Regions from separate parts of the Zea mays genome. Here region 2 is linked to region 1. A link is a contact called in public Hi-C data. All regions are on one chromosome and are shown on one strand. The core of a region is the stretch at or near the end of the contact, and the rest is flanking DNA. Distances in the headings are between cores, read along the strand shown. Region 1 holds the start of LOC100277510. Region 2 holds the start of LOC100273962 (oligomeric Golgi complex component-related protein).

Evidence for each region. Hi-C and Micro-C count contacts between places; a contact is called where the count stands out from the background.
Region 2: a contact with region 1 is called in a Hi-C map of leaf, with 6 times the contacts expected there. The contact joins the promoter of LOC100273962 here to the promoter of LOC100277510 in region 1. A contact is called at or near these places in 4 of 25 Hi-C or Micro-C datasets (endosperm and leaf).

The regions. Positions count from the first base shown.
Region 1 is chr1:19,879,982-19,882,855 of Zm-B73-REFERENCE-NAM-5.0, reverse strand. It overlaps LOC100277510, which reads left to right and starts at 1,334. Exons shown (of 8, transcript NM_001367326.1): 1 at 1,334-1,653; 2 at 1,762-1,902; 3 at 2,691-2,874. The coding sequence starts at 1,439.
Region 2 is chr1:20,116,314-20,119,035 of Zm-B73-REFERENCE-NAM-5.0, reverse strand. LOC100273962 (oligomeric Golgi complex component-related protein) reads left to right here and starts at 1,445. Exons shown (of 12, transcript NM_001360500.1): 1 at 1,445-1,632; 2 at 1,716-1,868. The coding sequence starts at 1,483.

The sequences.
Region 1 (2,874 bases), core at 85-2,584:
CACCCTCCAATGTGGTGGCGTGTAGTGGTGGAAGGTGTTATTTGTAAATTGAATGATCAACTAGAGACGTTAGATCTAAAATAAGTGGTGGTGATTTAATATGTGCATCATGTGCACCAATCTTTTATGTGCACCAGATATGTCCCCAAAACTAAATATGCACGGGACTAATGCCTCCCAGAAAACTAACTAACCCAACTAAAGCCCGGCAGTTCAACACTTCAACCAACAAGTGTCCGAGCAACAAAGCCCGACAACGAAACAATGACCAATACAGTCAGATCTGGTCATCTGGCACCGAAAGCGATCCCTGAGCCCACAGGTTGTCTGCAGAAGAAACAAAACGTAATGGCATATAAATGGCCTGCGTTGACGACAGGACACGAAGCTTTCCCGAAGCACCCAACTACCCAAGCTCCCAACGGCGGCCGGCGGGAGTGAATTCGGCTTCGTCTGCGTCCACCTGTTTGATTCGTTGCGTTTTTAATCGGACGACGTCGACGTATGGACGTGTGCCGAACTGCCGATCGCCTGTAAAAAAAGGAATGCCGGTTTCCGCCGGAAGGGCATTGCCAGCTTTTCCACAATCGCCGCAAAAAAATTTCTAAAGGCGAGTTTTGGCAATCCCATTTTTTTCAAAAAAAATCTATTTTTTAAAAGAAAATTTATTTTATTTTACTTTAAGAAAATGAGAATCTCATGAAAAAAAATGGAATTATCATTCTTTCCGTAAAAATCGGAAGCGTGCTATTACTGAATTAAATTTCTGAGATAAGAGCAACTACAGTAGTTGTCTAAAAGACTTCCTAAATCAATAATTTAGGTAGTTAACATGAAAAGTATTCTCCAATAGTTCTCTAAATGAACTTTCTAAATTTAACAACTTGTCAGCTAACCTCATTTTCTCTCTACATTTGGCAACCATTTAACAACTCCCTAAACAAAAATGTTGATTGCATTATATAGTTTTTGTGACTTATTTTTTATGTGGATAAATACAAAACAAAATTACAACCTATATTTAGAGAACTATTGGAGAACTCACATTTTTTTACTCCAAAAGACATTTAGCAACTTCTTAAATCTGTGATTTAGAGAGCTAAAATTTATATAACTATTGGAGTTGCTCTAATAAGATTTATATCATATCAGGAGTAAATTTCTGAGAACAGGGTTCTTATTTCAGGGAACCGACGGGTAGGGGAAATTGCCTGCAAATACGAAGACGCGTAGAGCTCCGCTGACGGCAAGTCACGCTGCCTGCACTGGCGTAAACGCGCGCCTCGCAGCCCCAAAGCAAGAACAACTTTGGTTAGTTTAACTGCCGCATCTACCATTCGTCCATTCCACCCCCCATCTGCCCTCACCAGAGCTTCCCCTTCCTCACTGTGGTGGCTTGGTGGGGGGGATCCGCGCCTCCCCCATCGCTGGCCAGCTCATGGCGCCCCCGCCGCCGGAGGATCTCCAATGCGCCGTGAACGTCAAGTGCGCCGCGCCGCCGGCGCTGGCCGCGGGGGACGGCGAGCTCCGGTGGCTGCGGCGGTGCGTGGAGGCGGCAGCGAAGGGCTTCGCCATCGGCGCAGGCCTCAAGGGCGGCCTCGCGCTCTTCTCCGTCCTCGTCCGCATCCGCAGCCGCCGCTCCCCCAGATCGAGGTCTCTCACTCGCGGGCGCACAAGCTGGATGTTTTGGTGCGGGTTTTTTTTTGGGGGTCTTACGGCTCTAAAATTAGTTCTCGTGCCGTGGCGTGCTGGTGAGTGCAGGAAGGCCGGAGCTATGACCAACGAGGAGGCCGTGGTGCTCGCGGTCAAGGAGACTGTGAGGTATGGCTTGTTCTTGGGGACCTTTGCCGGCAGCTACGTCTCCGTCGATGAGTACATCGCCGCCGTCTGGGGACGTAAGAGGTCAGTGCATGGGACCATCACAGTATAAATAATTCCTACTTAGGAACTGCGAATTTGCTTCATGTGGAGGTGATTGGTGATTGCTTCTGTGATGATTTGAGCAAACCATGTGTGTTGCCTTTGGTTAGTCGCGTGTGAAGATAATGGATTGTAGTTGTACCTTTGTAGGTGAGAATTGAGTGTATTTAGTTATCTGTCAAGTGATGTGTTTCAATGAACATGTCTAGAAGATGAAAAGCAACAGAAAATAGATCGTGCAGCTGGTGTTACTTTAAAAAAAATAGTATGAGAGGCCAGAGCTGGTGCTTTTGTGAGGATTAATTGAATTTCGATAGAAATGATTGCTGACTGCAGTGAGAATTTGATGACAGTTCTACAGTTGCAAATAATTCTTCTTGTGCATGCAATTTTTGTTCATTATTAGTGATCCAAGAACCAAGATGCTAGTTTTGATTGCCCAAGTGTTGCATCGCTGTGTTGTTTACTAAGATTAGTTGAAACAAGAACCTGTGGAATTTTGTTCGATATTATACGACTTCTGCAGCCTGATGTTATTCAGTATTATTGTTGTGAGAAGCTCAGTAGTCCAGTACTTATCTTTCATGGGTCTTATGCTGAACCCAGATATGATCAAGATGCTATGTGGCAGTTCCTATCCTGCTATTTTGTAGTTGTTTCTTATTGACATAACACCTCAGCATCTTGTTCCATTATAGCTTCAACGTCTCTTTGAAGCACTAGGTCGATTTTATTGGACAATGTATAACTGAATACTCTTGTTACTTCAGAACAGCAAGGTGGAGGTCATTTTTAGCTGGGTTGATTGCTGGTCCTTCTATGCTCCTGACAGGACCAGGAACTCAGCATACTAGCTTGGCTATATACATTCTGATGCGTGCAGCAGTGCTTGCATCCCGTTGTGGAATAAAGAGCAAGCGTTTTGGAAAGATCTGTAAACCTTTGACTTGGTCA
Region 2 (2,722 bases), core at 196-2,695, 240 kb before region 1:
CGACTTGTAACGGGTCCAGACCTTCCCTTTATATAGATGAAGGGCTACGGCCGATTAAGCCCCCAACAGTCGATCAAAACAAATATACTTCTCGTTTTTACCTTATGTATTAGGAGTAGTTCTAGTTTAGCCTCCCTCTACATCAAATCTTTACCTCTCTTCAGCTATACGTCGACTAGATGCATCTTAGGTGGTCTGCCGATTCTATGACACACCCTAAGATCTCTCCTCCCTGACGGGATCTCTCCCGGGAGACGACATATAGATCTATTGCGAGGAAGGAAAGACCCTCTACGCCATCGCGGACCGTTCGAGCCCTAGATGTGGATCTTCCGGACGTACGTAGAGGAGGAGATGCTTCTGCGCGAGGTCGCGGACCGTCCGGTCCTATGCCACGGACCGTCCGCGTCTCTGTAGAGAGCACCACCAGACGGTTCATCTCCAGTGTTTGGCACTCAGATCTACGCCAACAGAAACTTGTTTTAGTACCTAGCGATCATTTTCTAATAAGCCATTTATAGATATGGCTATATGGACATCCCCGCCTCCGTGAATATCATTTTTAGAAACAAAATTTAAAAAAACATTTCAAAAGAAGTTGGGACAAGTCCACACCCTGCAAGACTCCAGTTTGTAACCTTTAAAACTAATAGGTAGCTATTAAAAATAGTTGTTGGATTCTAAACACCCTTAACTAATAGCGTAGTTAATTGTTAGCTATCTCACAACTAACAATTAGTTCATTAGTTGGCTCTACTCAATTAATAATTTATTAGTTGACTAACTATTAGCTATAGGGATTTCAAACATAGCCTAAGTCATACACCTTGAAACATGGTCTGTTTTTTTTTTCTGGCGAGCTTTTTTAATAATCTGGTTGTAGAGAGAATCTAAGTATCATAAAAATTACGTGTGGCGTCAGATAAAAGGATTCATATGGTTTAGGATCTATGAATCGTGACGATTCGATCGATTGTGTGTTCGCGTTGATTTTGGACGATTTTGATAAAAGCGATTCTTATAAAACGGGATGAAAAACTAATCATTTGGTAGTGTGTATCAGTTTTTAGTGGTTAGAATAAGAAAAGGCTGAAACAAACATGCCCTATATAAAAATGGAAAACAACCGATTTTAGTTGTTGAAGCAGTTAGAACATGTAAATTTTTAGCTTAAAGAGGTGAATCAGACTAAAAAAATAGTTGAGAAAGGCTAGGATAAGTTTTTTTTTCATTTGCTCTAGACATAACATGGACCTTTTGGGCCGGAAAGTGGGTCCTTTGATGATCCTTAGGCCGAAGAGTGGGCCCTGGGCTCTACAGTGGGCTTTGTAATGTTCTGGGCTGAATATTTGACTATTTAATTTGAGGGACTAAAACGTAACAGAAACAAAACTGAAAGGGGCAGCTGTTAAAACCACCCACCCTTCTTCTCCAGTTCCTCATCACCACTGAGTCACGACTCCAGATCTCGCACCGCTCGCCATGGACCTCCTCGACGCGAGGCACCGCCACACGCCGGATTTGAGCTCCTCCCAAGATGCCGCCTCCAACATGGGGCTCCCGCTCGCCGGTGCCGCCTACCAGCCCTACGTTTCTGAGCTTCTTTCCTTCTCCATCGAGCGCCTCCACAAGGTTCATACGCCAACATTTGCTGCGCGACCCTTTATTGGCGGCGATGGTAATTCCGAATTTGTTGGCTTGCTGAACGATTGTAGGAGCCGGAGCTTTTGAGGGTCGACGCGGAGCGGGTGCGGCGGCAGATGCAGGAGGTGGCGGTGGAAAACTACGCCGCGTTCATCGCCGCCTCTGAGGCGCTCTCCTTCGTCCGCGCGCAGCTTGAGAGCTTCGACGGCCACCTCGAGGCCATGGTAATGCGGCCGGTCCCTCCCTACTCGTAGTACTCTTTACTCCGTTGCTTTCTCTGCCCCCTTTATACCAAAAGTTGTTGCTCCATGTAGTTCAGTAAGTGTGTCTTCAGCCAAATGCAAAATGAACTGATATGATTAATTCTTGCGGAGGGATTGAGTTCAGCTGCTTTATGCTGGTAGCAAGTAGATCACTGATCTTGTTATTGTTGCACCCCAGATATGTGGTGTGGTTGCCCATTAAGTGGAAATGCAATTCTGATAGCAATGTGGTCATTTTTAAGTTGATTTTTCCAGCTATTGTTATTGATCACGAAATCACGATCATATGGATGTAATAATAAGCGAATCTAGTAGAACCTCTTTTTTGGAGCTAAGCTTTCATATAGTTAACCTAATTACTTCGTGAAAACATAGTGCATGTATCTTCAAATTTGCGTACCAGGATAGAAATACCCTGAAAACAGTACGGCCAACAATATTTTTATTAAACACAGTTCATGAAAGGATTAATTTAGATTTATAGATTGTATCCATCACAAATATTTGCAGTATGGTTATTCTATTAACCTATCAAAACCTATGTATTAAGTTATATGCTAGGGTTGTGTTGGATTTGTGGCCATACAAGAAGGGATCGAGACTGCAATAGTGATATACGTGATAGTCTAGGGGTAGCACCAATCGAAGAAAAACTTGTCCAACACTGATTGAGATGGTTTGGATATGTCCAACGAAGACCTTTAGAGGCACGGACACACAGTGCATAGTGGGATTCTAAGACACGATAGTAATGGGAAGGAAGGCAAGGGAAGGCCAAATTTGACATGGGAGGAAACATTAAAAGGAGACTTGGA